Linked DNA regions of Sus scrofa: regions 1, 2 and 3 are each linked to region 4. The links are chromatin contacts, called in public targeted proximity ligation maps. All regions are on one chromosome and are shown on one strand. The core of a region is the stretch at or near the end of the contact, and the rest is flanking DNA. Distances in the headings are between cores, read along the strand shown.

Evidence for each region.
Region 1: a targeted proximity ligation map of alveolar macrophages shows a contact between it and region 4. A contact is called at or near these places in 1 of 47 Hi-C or Micro-C datasets (skeletal muscle) and 1 of 2 datasets of targeted methods (alveolar macrophages).
Region 2: a contact with region 4 is called in a targeted proximity ligation map of alveolar macrophages, with 6 times the contacts expected there. A contact is called at or near these places in 1 of 5 promoter capture datasets (liver), 5 of 47 Hi-C or Micro-C datasets (blood, embryonic fibroblasts, fibroblasts and 1 more) and 2 of 2 datasets of targeted methods (alveolar macrophages and skeletal muscle).
Region 3: a contact with region 4 is called in a targeted proximity ligation map of alveolar macrophages. A contact is called at or near these places in 4 of 47 Hi-C or Micro-C datasets (alveolar macrophages, brain and embryonic fibroblasts) and 1 of 2 datasets of targeted methods (alveolar macrophages).

Annotation. Positions count from the first base shown.
Region 1 is chr5:47,322,421-47,326,109 of Sscrofa11.1, reverse strand. All of the region lies in intron 46 of ITPR2 (inositol 1,4,5-trisphosphate receptor type 2), which reads right to left. Among named protein-coding and RNA genes, the nearest start is that of SSPN, 290 kb to the left of the region's middle.
Region 2 is chr5:47,685,536-47,689,366 of Sscrofa11.1, reverse strand. It overlaps BHLHE41 (class E basic helix-loop-helix protein 41), which reads right to left and starts at 1,705. Exons shown (of 5, transcript XM_003355541.4): 1 at 1,006-1,705; 2 at 798-861; 3 at 362-469; 4 at 1-39. The coding sequence starts at 1,067.
Region 3 is chr5:47,259,709-47,263,225 of Sscrofa11.1, reverse strand. The region is part of intron 38 of ITPR2 (inositol 1,4,5-trisphosphate receptor type 2); the gene reads right to left. Among named protein-coding and RNA genes, the nearest start is that of ITPR2, 330 kb to the right of the region's middle.
Region 4 is chr5:47,460,922-47,464,387 of Sscrofa11.1, reverse strand. ITPR2 (inositol 1,4,5-trisphosphate receptor type 2) reads right to left here. Exons shown (of 58, transcript XM_021092920.1): 57 at 2,148-2,309; 58 at 1-1,432. The coding sequence ends at 1,346. Among named protein-coding and RNA genes, the nearest start is that of SSPN, 150 kb to the left of the region's middle.

The sequences.
Region 1 (3,689 bases), core at 795-3,294, 140 kb after region 4:
ATTTTATTAGTAATCCAAAATATGTGGATTAGAATGAGATCCTCTTCATCTATAATTCCTTAATTCATTCAGCAAACATTTGGTCACTATGTGGTCACTATGTTCCTGACATACTTAACTTGGCAAAGCTTTTTTTAAATGGTTATAGTTTTAGGATTCAGTAGGATGACAACTATCACATTGTGAAAAAACAATTTTATAATATGCATCAAGGAACATAAAATAGTTACTACCCTGTGACCTAGTAATTAAACTTCCTGGAATTTATCCTAGGGAAATAGTCAGTGTAGCAGAGAAAGATTAATGTTGAAGAGGTTAATCATAGCATAATTTATAATATCAAAAACATTAGAAACCTAAATGTCTAACAATAAGGAGTGATTAAATAAATTATGGTATATTCAAATGATGAACGATTATGCAGCCATTAAAACTGCATTTCCAAAGGCTATGTAATGACATGGGGAAGTGTGATGAAACATTTTAAAGCCTATATTTAAAAAACAATTTCCTATATCCAATTAAAGTGATCCATTCTTTCTTGGTTTAAGAGTCAGGAGTTATTTTTGCTTTCCATGGGCTTGCTATCTTAATACGTCTCCGCATCCTGCAAAAGCACATAACATTTCTCTACATACTTCTTAATCCTAGTAGGTATTGAAATAAAAGGGCCTCACATGTTCATTGCAGTATTATTCACAATAGCCAAGATACAGAAACAATGTAAATGTTTGTCCATGGATGAATGGATAAAGGAGATGTGGTATAGATATACTATGGAATCTTAATCAGACATAAGAAAGAAGGAGATCCTTTTGTTTGCAACAACCTGGATGAATGTTGTAGGTTCAGGATGAACCTAAATGAAATAACTCAGAGAGAAAAAGACAATGCCATATGTACCACTTCTATGGGGAATCTAAAAATGATGAACTCGGAGAACCAGAGAGTAGAATGGTGGTTACCAGGGCTTGGGAGGTGGCGGAAAGAGGGAGATATGAGGTCAACGGGTATAAACTTCCAGTTGTAAGATTAACAAATTATCAGGATCTAATGTACAGCTCAGTGACCTTAACTAATGAAATTGTACCATAGGCATGGATGTTACTAAGAGAGTAGATTTTAAATGTTCTCATTGCAAAAGGAAAATGGCAATTATGTGACTGGATTGGAGAGCTAGCTAAGACTATGCTGCCAATCATTTTGTAACATATAAATGTATCAAATAGACATGTTGTACACCTTATACAATATTATGTGTTGATCAAATCTCAATGAAACTGGGGAAGAAAACGAAATGGAATGAAATGAAGAGTCTCAGAAAAATAGAAAATGTTACATGGAATCAAAGAAACAATCGAGTTTCACATAAGTTAAATTGATCCAAAGTACTGAACAATGTTCTAGACTGTCTGCAGAAAGACAGGAATAAAGAGGAGAAGGAAAGTGAAGAAAGCAGAATATAAAAGAGCAAAACTGGAGCAGGGAGAGGAGGTAGAGATGAATGAGAAGAGCATGTGAGACAGAAAGTCTAAAAGGACACATAGCTGCACTGTAAGAAAATGCTCTGCACGACTCTATGCTATTTGAACTTAAGAAATTCCCTTTTTCATGCATTTATAGGTCTATGTAGATCAGACAAGACACTTACAAGAAGCATTATTTGTTTCTTGTAACATCAACCACAGGAAAGGCCAAAAAAGATGTCACGGTGGAAAAAGCAGAACTACCTCCCTACCATGAAAAGAATAACAACAAAAATTGAAAGTCTGAGGGCACCAAAATAAACTGTCTGTACAAAAGATGATAATAGTAAAACAAGGAGGAAGCTGAAGCTCAGTTTTGGAATTACTGAACTGTGCAAAGGCAGAAACCAGTCTGCGTGGTCATCATCATGCGGGAGCCAAACGATTCCACATCGACAACAAAAACAGCAAAATCTGGGTGCAAGCCAGCCCTCGGCACATAGCTACACAACTACTTGGGAAGCAGCGCTTACAACCAGTCTCTGGCATCTGTGCCTCAGTGTGGGAGCTGTCTGGACAACTGGTTCATAGGGAACTCAGCAACCACCGTCGGCCTCCTAAGAAACAAATACCGTATCCAGGACTAGAAAAAGTCAAAGGAGTCACTTGTGGAAAGATCAAAGGGCACAGTGGGCGTGCTTCTGAGTGAAAACTGAATTTTTCATGAAAATTGATGGGGAGGAGCTGCCCCACAGAAAAGACATTTATAAAGCGGCAAGGGAACAACTTCTGGTGTCACGCAAGGAAATGAGCAGACAGTTGCTTAACTCCACTGCTGGTTACAAACACTATTTCACCATTCCCATCCCCTCTTTGAGTTCTTCCAAGGGACTCTTACCACCTCTCATTTCATAGTTACACTCTTACAACTTCAGCACAAGGCATGAAGTGTTCAGCAATTCAGACTCTTCCTCCCCTCACTCAGATTGACATTCTCCCTCTCCCTGAAGTCTGGCTTTAAATTCCTCTGTGTTGTACCATCCCAGCTCTGCAGACTATTGCTTTCCCAACATTTTGGTTCTGGGAAATTCAGAAACCTCTATATATCCATTCAAGCCATATTCACATCTATTGTTTTCTCTCTTCTTTTCCATACGTTGTTTTTATTTTTTTATTTTTTTTGTCTTTTTGTTGTTGTTGTTGCTGTTGTTGTTGTTGTTGTTGTTGCTATTTCTTGGGCCGCTCCCGCGGCATATGGAGGTTCCCAGGCTAGGGGTTGAATCGGAGCCGTAGCCACCGGCCTACGCCAGAGCCACAGCAACGCGGGATCCGAGCCACGTCTGCAACCTACACCACAGCTCACGGCAACGCCGGATCGTTAACCCACTGAGCAAGGGCAGGGACCAAACCCGCAACCTCATGGTTCCTAGTCGGATTCGTTAACCACTGAGCCACGACGGGAACTCCCATACGTTGTTTTTAACCCCGTGTTACCTTTTTAACTTCTGAATTCCCACTCCTTGGACAATTCTACCATCATCTTCAATCTAATCTGTTCTCTCGAAGCACTCCCAGAAACTCAGATCCATGAGGATCACTGACCTTATGTCTTCATTTTTAATTTCTTTCATAGTTTAAATTCTTAATTTTCAATCTAGGGCTAGCTCTTGCATTCTTCATCCTTATTCTCCATTCTTCTCAACATTCATGTTAGCTTTTTTAGAAAATTTGTATTTATTCTCACACTTAATCTGCTTAAAACTGAACTGACTTAACCAACATATTTTCTTGACTTTGACATTTTTTTTTCCTTTAACGGCCTTTCACATACCTGAGACATTTGGAAGTTCCTGGGCCAGAGGTCAAATCATAGCTGCAGATGCTGTCCTACGCCACCGCCATGGCAATACCAGATCCGAGCAGCATCTGTAACCTATGCCTCAGCTTGTGACAACACTGGATCCTTAACCCACTGAGTGAGGCCAGGGATCGAACCCACATCCTCAGAGAGACAACGTTGGGTTCTTAACCCGCTGAACCACATGGGGAATCCTTGACTTTGACATTTTTATTGTTACTCACATTATAACTGGTAACATAAGACTGCATTTTTAAATGTCTTCTTGGAGTTCCCCAGTGGTACAGTGGGTTAAGGATCCGGTATTGTCACTGCTGTGGCTTGGGTCACTGTTGTGGCATGGGTTCGGTCCCTTACCCAGGAAC
Region 2 (3,831 bases), core at 456-2,955, 230 kb before region 4:
CAATTCCAATACTACCGCTTTCTCCAGATGCCCCAGAGTCTGCAGTGGTGCAAAAGAGACGGGGGCACTTGGTTACTTAAAAACACATTTGGCATGACTGGCTTTCCATTCAGCTCAGCAACTTAAGCAAGCACTTTGAAAGAAGTACCATTCCTATACTTCTTGAGCTTCAACAATACAGGTTATAAATGATTAAGAAATCAGTTGTGAACACCTACTCTTGAGTTTGCAGGAAACTCTCCACTATAGCACAAGTTGTAAGGCATGTGATATTTACATTTTATTCTTATAACCCTGGGACTAGTACCAGGCTATTAACACACCCTTGGAGAGCAGCAAAGAATAAAAATGTGCATCTTACTGTCAACTTTAGATGTTCAGGCAGTAAGTCTTTCAGCTGAGCAATGCATTCATTAATTCGGTCTCTTCTTTTCTTTTCTATTAATCTGTGCGGTAATTTGTAGGTATCCTTAATACATGAGAGTCATGGAAGAGAGAAAACAATAAACTAAACATTCATTCACTGGATTTAACAATACCCTGCCATCCTCCCCCCAAAACATACTATGTGAGAAACTATGCCCAAGAAACCTCTTTCCTCTGGACTGTTCTGAAATGCAATTTAAATTCAGGTATGATGTTTAAACTCCCCCTGAGAGTATCCAGCAAACCACTTAAAATTCAGTTGGGGAAGCTCAAGATCTGTAATATATTTGCGGGCAGACTTCCCTGTTAAATCAATGGCCCTAATTAACTATCCAGGCAGGTTAAGAGGAACGTCGGAAACTTACACTTACCTTGCTATCGTCTCGCTTCATGCTCCTTTTGGGCTTACACATATACAAAGAGGAATAATCCAGTCTGCAAAATAGAAATCAGCATCAGGAACCCATTCCGAGAGGGGCTCTGCCCTCCCCGCTCCATACCACTTTCTGGAGAAGAAAAAAAAAAAAAAAAATCAAACTGAAGCCTAGACAGATATTCGCAAGGGTGCGTGCACCTTACCCTATAAAATCTCTATGTTCCAGTAACTGTCTTTCTTGCAAATGAGGAATTCCTTCGTCCATGTTCAATCGCTGTCCGTTTCCTCTGTTTCGATTTTTGGGGTTCTGTTCTATAATCTGTGGGACGGTAGCCCTGGGAGATCCTGGGGGGAATCTGTACGTCTCCAGTCTCTCTCTCTCTCTCCCTCTTCAGTGCAGTGTTGAAAGTGTGAAGCAGTTGGTCCCCCCCTCCCTCCGCGCTCGCTCTCTCGCACACACACGCACACACACGCACGCACACTCGCGCTGGCTCCACTGCGCTGGTAGTTTGCTCTCACTCCGGGCAGTGTTTGGCCACAGGGCACGCGCGTCGCCGGCCAGACCAGCACCCAGCTCACGTGCGGAACGTACCATCCGCGGTCCAGCCCGGAGGGGGGCGGGGGAGGAGGGGCCGGGCCAGGAGGGGGCGTCGGGAGAAGGCTGCTAGGGAAGGCGGACGGCGGGAGGGGGCGGGGACACCTGATCAGGGCCACCGGAAAGGAAAAACAACTTCAGCCAGGCTATTAAGCTTCCCCAAGGCAGCGCAGTCAGCTGGGGGAGTGGGAGGGGGCGCCCGGGGGTGCGGGGCAGCTTGGGCTTCCTCCGCTGGGAAGTGCGACTCCTTCAATCCGTCTGTCCTTACGGATAGGAACGTGAACGTGGCTTTTTACTTTTCCACAGACTGTGCTGTTGGTTTGGACCAGAGAAAGGAAAGAGAAAGAGAATTCGCGATGGGTCAACTTCAGTCCCGAAGGACAATTTGGAGACTTGTTTGCTTACGCTCAGTGGCCTGGGGGGACCCCTAGACCTGATTGGAGGTTGCCCCCAAAAGGGACAACATGAAATCTGCTCCCCGAGAGATTTAAGATAAGTGAAAATGTAGCCACTGGGTCAGAATGTCGCAATCCAAGTGTCTTTCTGCCCCACAGTGTCCAAACTTCCCGCAGCAGCCGGAATTGCGGTGCCACTAATCACAGCCACAGATGACGACGTTTGGGTTCTCAGGAGCTCCCTCAGGAACGCGGCGGGGAGGGAGGGGAATAGGATGGGGTGGCAAGAGAGGGGCTCCCGCGAAAAAGCAATGCAGCATTACCAATCGCCCGCTAAGCCCCGCCGCCCCTCTGCGCCTCGGGTGGCGCTGCGCACTTTCCCCGCCCCTCCCCCTTCGTGTGATAAGAGACGCCGGGAGTGTGCAGAGCCCACGTTTACTACCGCTGGTACCTCCAAAGCCTCCCTCCTTAATCCTGTCTCAAACGGGTACCAGCACAGGGCCAGCAACGTGATCCGACCTGCCGCTGCTGCCACATCACTGCACGGGGAACCCGCGCGCGCGTGTGCGCGTGCGCGCGCTTGCCCTGCAGCCTCGGTGCCCCGCTCGGGGAAAGCACAGGCCACCTCGAACCGGGCTACCTTTCCCCAGAGCCATCCCCGGAGCATGACTCACTGCTAGTGAGAGTTACCGGGAGGTGCCCGCAGTTGCGCACTGCCCCTGGTGCCTGGCGCAGCGGGCCGCAAGGGACATCGGAGACCGAGGGAAAGCGCGTCCTGCGGGATTCCCAGGTCTCCGGGCCCATTGCCCCCACTGGGTCTGCCAGGAGGGGATAGGGAGAATATATATTAATCTCTCTCCTATCTATCTATCTATCTATCTATCTATCTATCTATCTATCTATCTATCTATCTATCTATCTATCTATCTATCTACATAGATATCAAACCAAAAGTCTTTCCTGCCTGCATTCTCCTGGGTGATCCCCGAAATAGTCATTACTGCCACTGGCACGTGAACCAAGGCGAGAAGTACGCCGAATGCACGCGAACCCGGGCGCAGCAGGGACTTGGGGCCGTCGCTACGTGTCCCCCGGCCCGCCCCGCCGAGCGCGGGTTCCGGGGACGGATCTGGGTCGCGGGAAGCGGCGGCTGGAAGGAGGTCACGTGTCTGCGGGAGTCGTGCCTCTTCCCCGCCTCCAGGAGCCGCCGGGGCCGCGGCCGCGCTGCTGCAGTCTCCCGAGTCCTGGGCGGAGACGCGCGGCGTCTGGCTTCGTGACTCCGGCGGCGGCGGCGGCGGCCCAAGCTCACCCCAGCGTGAGGAGACGCTCGCGGTCTGTCCTCTCAGAGGGCCGTTTAAGGTCCCTCGACTTTCTCCAATGGGGAGACGTATTTTGCACCAAATAAGCAATTCAATAATGATCATACTTAAAAAGAAAAAAGTATTTTTGAAATACTGATTTTATTTTATACCTAGATCCAGCTTCTCTGTTTCCAAATGATTGGGTTAGTAATTCCCTTTGGAGGGGAGGGCAATTCGTAGTCCTAAAAGCGGCATATACCTGCAGCACTGTATTATTCTGTCCTCTCATTCTAAATTGACAAAAAAAAGGGGGGGGGTGGATAATGCCATTAAGAAGAATAATTTAAAAAATGAAACACCAGCTCCCCTATAGATTTCTGACGGTTTGGAGAAGGAAAAGAGTGTAAATATTTGCTCTAGAGCTAAATTTTTTTCTTGGAAAGGATGGCTGAAGTATTCAGAGAAAATGAAATGAAGGCTGGATCACTGCATCTCGGTCTTGTCAGTGGAGCAGGCCGGATGCAAGGCTGCTGATCCTGGACAGACTTTAGGGAGCAAGTTTGGAGCATATTCTAAGGCAATAGGAAGAATAGGGAAGGAAGTTGGGCGGGCCATCGGTGTGTTAATTTTGGATGTTAACTTCCCCTAATTCAAAGACAAAGAGGCCTTGGTGCAAATGAAGCCTTTCCTGGTGTCAATTTTATCTCCTCTCTCCCCATCTCTTCTGTCCCAACATTT
Region 3 (3,517 bases), core at 171-2,670, 200 kb after region 4:
AGTCAGGATATATGGTTACACTGGACGAATTCGTGTCCTAAGGTTTTCAAAGGATAAGAGAGAAATAAAATCCTTTTTCAATAGGGAAAAAGCCACTAGAGTGGTGGTTTTGCTATAGTTCAAGACTACCTTACCTAAAATCAGAAAGGAATGGGACTACTAATCTGTTAATATATAAAATAGAAGTGCTCTGCATAGCATTTCGAGCTTTTGGTTTCAACTGAGTGTCCTAAACAATTCTTTTTTTGTTTTTTGGTTTTTTTTAGGGCTGCACCTGCAGCATATGGAGGTTCCCAGGCTAGGGGTTGAATCAGAGCTGTAGCTGCCTGCCTACACCACAGCCACAGCAACGGAGGATCCAAGCCACATCTGCAACCTACACCACAGCTCGCACCAACACCGGATGTTTAACCCACTGAGCAAGGCCAGGGGTCGAACCCACATCCTCATGGATGCTAGTTGGGTTCTTTACGGCTGAGCCACAGTGGGAACTCTCCTAATGAATATTAATTTCTCACTAGGGCTTTCGGTTGAAACCTCAAGTCCTATTTGGAAAATGGGAGTATGAGGAGCTGGGAAAGTCAAGCTCACATCATTGATTTTGGTAGCTTCCCAGTGGCTCTTTAAGCCCTTAGTATGCAAACAACCTCAATTTCATTCCAAGGTCTCAGTTTCTCAACATTTACTATTACCTTGCCTCCTCCATCCCAGATCTTCCTTTGTGAAAAGATATTAAAAAGTTCATTCAAACAATGTGGGGTTAATTTCTGATGGTGCCCAATTCTGTAAGTTGATTAGCTACAACTTCACAAAGAGAGTAAACTCAAATACAAAAAGGCCACTGAACTCACAATTTAAAAGTCTTTCTAACAAAAGTTTCTTCTCCGCCCACCAAATCATCATTCTATGAATTTCTTTATTTTCATTCATAGGTCATGGCACTAAAAAAAACCAAAAACAACAACAAAAAAAACCCCACACAGGCAGCCTTTAAGCCAATCCCCCCACACAATGGCAACATCTCTTTTTTAAAAAAGAAACGTTATTCCTAAGTGACTGTAAGAAAATATTTTTTTTCTAGTCGTAAGGGATGGGTCCCTCTCCCCATTATTTAGTCAGGTTACATAATGCTTAAATTCTGCTCCTCTGTTGCAGGATGATGTATATATAATGCAAATATCCTTGCTGGAATTATAACGGCAATTTCTCAATTTATGTGGGGCTAATCAACCCATTTGCTTTCTAGTGTAGAGCAGTAAAAGCTTATCTCATGCAGACTCACGGATCATTCAAAGCAATCTAATTGAATTTCAGGGCCAAGAGCATTGCACAACACGTGATGTGTCTCCAGTGGAGCACAGTGCCAGACACTGCAGGCGTTACATAATCCCATGCTGTCGTTGGCAGAGGACGCCTTCTTAGCCGCCTCGTGGCTTGGCAGTCCGTGTCTCCTCCAATCATGCCCTGCAGCTTTAATCTGCACAGGCTGTTCACATGGACAGTCACATGTTTTAAGCCTTTCACAGCAGCGAATAAAACAGGGACCATTTCCCTACTGGTAGAAACAGTTCCTTTAAAACCAGTCACACAGCATACAAGATTCTATCAGGATAGAAAACACGTATAACACTGCAGCTTCTAAGCAAGCAAGAGAGAAAGCAAACAGCAAATATTTCACCTTTCCAATAATGAAACGGGAAGAAAAATAATAAGGGCAATGTGTGAAATAATAATAGTCTCTGCCCATGGTTTCTGCTGATCTTTGGTCTTTGACCTTGGTTCCTGACAAGAAGCTCCTCAAATCCTTCTAATTCCCTGAATAATAGGAGTGTCTGACACAGAGCTCTTAAATCCCTTGGAACTTCCTGAGTGATGGCAGCATCTTTGGTTCTAAATGAGGCAACTCTTGGCAGGCACCTGATTGGCTCACCAGAAAGACCAAATCACACTTAGAAGTCTGGAACTTTCAGCCCCCACCCCCATTCCCCAGAGAGGGGAGAAGGCTGGAAACAGAGTTAACAATCAATCATGCCTACAGGATGAAGTTTCCATAAAAAGCCCTAGAGGACTGTGTGGGCTGGTGAATGCATGGAGGTGTTGGGGAGGGTGGCACGCCAGGAGAGGGCGTGGAAGGGCCACACCCCTTCTCATATGCTTGTCCCATGCATCTCTTCCATGTGGCTACTCCTGAGTTGTACCCTTTCATAATACACTTGTAATTTAGTAAGGAAACTGTTTTTCCTGAGTTTTGTGAGCCACTCTAGCAAATTATCCGTCCTGAGGAGGAGGTCATGGGAACCTTGGATGTATAGCCAGTCAGAGAGAACACAGGTAGAAACCTGAACTTGCTTTGGCATCTGAAGGAGGGAGGCAGCCTTTAGAACTGACCCCTTAACTGTGGGATCTGATACTAACACTAGGTAGGAAGTGTCAGAATTGAGTTATTTGTAAGACCACCAGCTGGTGGTGGAAAACTGGTCAATGCGAGAGGAAACTTAGACACTTGGTGGCCAGAAATAAAGTATGAGAGTAAAGGAAAATATAGTCAGCCCTTATCTGTTATCCCCGCCTCGAAGAATTCAACCAACCAAAGATCAAAAAGCAAAATAAGGTTACCAAAGGCTGGCAACTATTTACATAGCATTTACATCATATTCACATCTATCTATACAAAGTATAACCAACTGTCAAACATAAGCTGGTTATTCCTGAAAATGACCTATAGGGTCTTCTATAAATTCCCAGCCTTATATACTCATCATTTTATTTCCAAGGATTGATTAGAATATGGGCAACTTAAAAATACTAAGTATTTCAAGTAATATTATTGGATTACTAATAATTGAGCTATTGTATAAACCTAGACATTTAACCCTTGCCTTCTTTCCATTTTATTGCTGATGGTGTGCACTAATGTTAAAAAAAATTCTAAAACTGAAAATGAAATATAATATACACTAAAGAAATAAACAAACAAAAGCCCAAAGAAAAAACCTCCTACTTATATCTTGTTTTAAAAATTTAAAAGCACATCTTTTTGTTTGTTTTTTAACATAAGAGATCAGTTTAGTCCGTATAAGTGATATTCAATAGAACTTTCTGGGATAGTGGAAATGTTAGATGGAAAGAAAGGACTGAAAACAAAGGAAACAGGAAAATGAAAATAAAGCATGAAAACCATATTTTCTTCTGGTTCCAAGATGTGTCTATAAGGGCCACCAAATATTAAATCATTAGCAAAATAAGAAATTTAATACTACAGTAGCTAAAATTAAGCAGACTCTCAATTGTTTAAAAGTATCACTAAACAACAGAATTCTGAATAAAATGTTATGTTATTGTAAGTAACTAGGTTTAGAAAAAATTTGATTTCATGTGACATGAATAAATATTTATAATTATGAAGTGAATTATAATTTGATTATAACTATGATTATGAACTATAATTTGATATATATCTTATATATATATAGATATATAAACTGTAAAATAAAACTGATTTATTTTACCTAATTTA
Region 4 (3,466 bases), core at 853-3,352:
ATGAGAGTTTAAAGACTCTGGAAGCAATTTTTTGTTCTTTTGGGGGCAGCAACCAGAAGGTCACTTGCAGAGCACCTCCCAGAGTGTGGGGTCAGGTGCCTTTGCTCTCTTGACACATGACAGTTGTTCTAACACTTTCATTATCTGGATTCCACTTTAACGTTCTAAAAGCACAGTCTCTAAGAATAATACAAGCATGGCAGGTTATTTTCTTCTTCCACAAATTCTAGTTGCATAATTTAACACAGAAACAATTTGGGGAAGAGATTATTATCTTTTTACATTTGGAGAGCTCTTACTGATACAGTTTCAAATATGCAATTGAAACGCTGCATTTTCTTGAGTATTCAATACATTTCTTGGACTTTTTTCCTAACTGCAGGAATAGGATAAATAAAACCACTCAGTTCTGAAGCACAGCAAACATGAATCAAATAGCTTTTACTCTATATTTACAGACGGCAATGCCACCATCATAAGTTTCTCTATATTTGCTGTCACCTTTAAGCATTTTCATTTATTAATCTCAATGTATTTTAATAGCATACATATGTTCTCAAAAAATTCTTCCCCGGGGCTTCCTGTCAGCTTTTCCTTACCTAAATCTTTAAAAAATCTTAGCCTCTACATGACTGAAAGCATGTTTTTAACAAGTTATTTGAAAACCTCTAGCTGTGCTCCATAGAGACAGGGCCCCTCTGAATCTGGAGAAGGCAATCACATTCCAGTTGTGTGGTCAGCCCTCGGGGCTAAACTCCAAAGCACTCGTTCCTTAGAGCCGTAAATCCACCGTGTTGCACGTTATAAATAAGGAAATTGCCCCATGACAGCTACGGTTTGGAAGCATTAACACTTTTTTTTAATGTTTAATCTTTTCAGTTATCTTTCTTAGAAAAACTTAGCCACCAAAATATGACTTCCTATATCTCTGACCTATAGGCCATAATTAACAGGAAGAAATTCCAACCAACCATGACAAAGGTTGCAGTCAGCATTTAAGACACAAACGGACTCTTATCGATTGAGCAAAAGGTGGTTCTCTCCACCCTGCACCTCCTCCCACCCCGCCTCCCCCCACCCTCTCTGTCCCTTGGAGCAAGCGACTTCACTTTGCAATAGAAATGCAAGATGTGTGCTTTCTAGCGGCTGCGTTTTAAGTTTGGCCTTCTCAACCATGAAAACACAGTTATAAATTGTTCTCGGAGCGAAACCACTCCACATCTTGGCACTTGGTTGTTTTCAACTTTTCAACAATAGGCACTGTTCACTCCCCTCCGTCTCAGTTCTTTATTCAGGGATCAGGCAGGACACTGATGAAAGGCTAGTCACGGCTTCCCCCATGGTATCAGTGTGGTGGCATGTGATGGTTCACATGGGGTGTGTTTGATCCGAGAAAGCCCAGTCTCTGCTTATTCTTCCTTTGTTCTGTCATCTGGGGAAAAAGAGACAGTGTGTTAAGCTGCTTTTCTCGCTCTTTCCCAGTGCGGGGCGGGGGGGCGGGGGGCACGTGGTGTTAGGTGAATATTTCCCGTGCACCTCCCGCCTGACCGGCATCATATAGAATATATTTATCAAAAAGGGGAAATATTTTTCCAAGTGAATTTCCACAGACAGAGAAGCAGAGCAACATCTGTGGTTAAGAAACAGGAACCGCGGTTCTTTTAAAGCAGCCCGTGCTTGTCACATCATCACCGGCCCTTTAGTCATTTTAACAGCTACCACAGTTACTTTTGCTATTCTTTTTACTCATGCTAACAATTGTGCACCATGAAGGGGTTGATGGGAGCATCAAAATGACAGGTACTAATGATGATCTGCCTTTCGGATGAATTTAATCATGGCTATGATTGCAGAAAATAGGAGTTTTCGATCAGAAAAGGTCCTTGCCTTTTGGCACTGAGTCCTTCCTTCCCCCTTCTGTAGAAGTGTCACGCAAGAGAGATGGGGAGGTGTGATAAGCAGAACGGCCTCTGCATTGCCAAGATGTGGCTCTTACAACACGACCTGAGGTTTCTTTATTGGAATTTACAACCCTCCGTGGATACCAATCTCTAACAAGCTCAGGAGTCTCCAGCCTCACCTCACTCAGGGTGGTGAATGATTTCACCCTCCCCAGACCCAGGGCCATCTCCCTGGAGAGCACTCACCTGCTCCTTTAGCTCCGCCAGCTGACCGGACAGCTGCTTGACCAGACTCATAGTGGATTCCAACTTCTCCTGCAGGTTCCGAATCTCATTTTGCTCGCTGTCACCTTCGTTGCTAACAAGGGACATGGCTCGCATCCGAGGAAACCAGTCCAAATTCTTCTCCTAAAAGCAAATAAACGTGCAAGAACAAAGGAATAAATATGGAAGGGAGCCTGAAGTTCTGTAAAGAATGTTTACAGGTGTGTTATTATGAACGTTTAAATCAAAGGTTCAGCGCACAGGAGGCCAAAAGTACTCTTTCTGGCCGGAGGTGGGGAGAGGTTGAGGGTGGGGATGAAGTAGGGGTTAGGCACTGGTCTTTGTGAGCTGAGGGAAGATTTTAAATATGGGAACAAACTTCCTCTGGGCTCCCAGCAAGATCCTGAAAAAAGTATTTAGAACAGTGACCTGAACCCTGATCCCTGGGGGCGAATCTTGGTGAAGGATGAGGTAGGGTCTGGAGGCTGAGGAGACCAGATCTGAGTGTGCGCAGGTACAGTGAAGACATGAGCTGTTTCTCCTCCCCACTCCCCACCCCCGCCCTGGCGCAGAAGAGAAAGGGTGGCAGAAGAGGAGGGTGGTAAGAGACATGTTTCAGTTCCAGCCACCCACGCCAGTTTACCTCCCACTTCCCCAAGACAAGCTCTGAGCTCGACTCAGGGAAGAGGGAAGTGGGAGGGCATGGCCCTCCCTAGGTTACCCTGTCTGCTCCCTTTGGAAACACTTTATTACGGCCCGGATGAGGGTTTAGAGAGAGACTTCCCCTGAGGGCAATAGGTGGTGCCACTTCCGTATTTCCAGGCAGGCTGAGTGTAGGGGTGTGTGTGTGTGTGGTGTGTGTTTGTCCTTTCCATTATGGTAAAGACAGACGGTTAACCAGACACCCATCTCTCGCAGTCTTTTTTTTTGGCAACCCCCAGGGCACGTGGAAGTTCCCAGGCCAGGGATTGAACCCGTGCCACAGCAGCAACCCAAGCCATTGCAGTGACAAATGCTGGATCCTTAACCTGCTGTGCCGCAAGGGAACTCTAGACACCCAACTCTCTTGAAAACTGATTGCCTAACGTCATAGAATCATTGTAAGTTACTTATATTCCATCTTTCAAGCCTCAAAAAAGCTTGCAAGGTAAATCATTGTCCCCATTTCACAGAGGAGGAATCAAGGGGCCCCAACAGTTTAATGACCCTCATCACGAGCTAGGAAATGGCAGAGCCAGGATTTGAAGGCAGGGAAGCTTTCCGTCACTGATTGAGTATGTCAGTCTGTAGCTCTATTTACC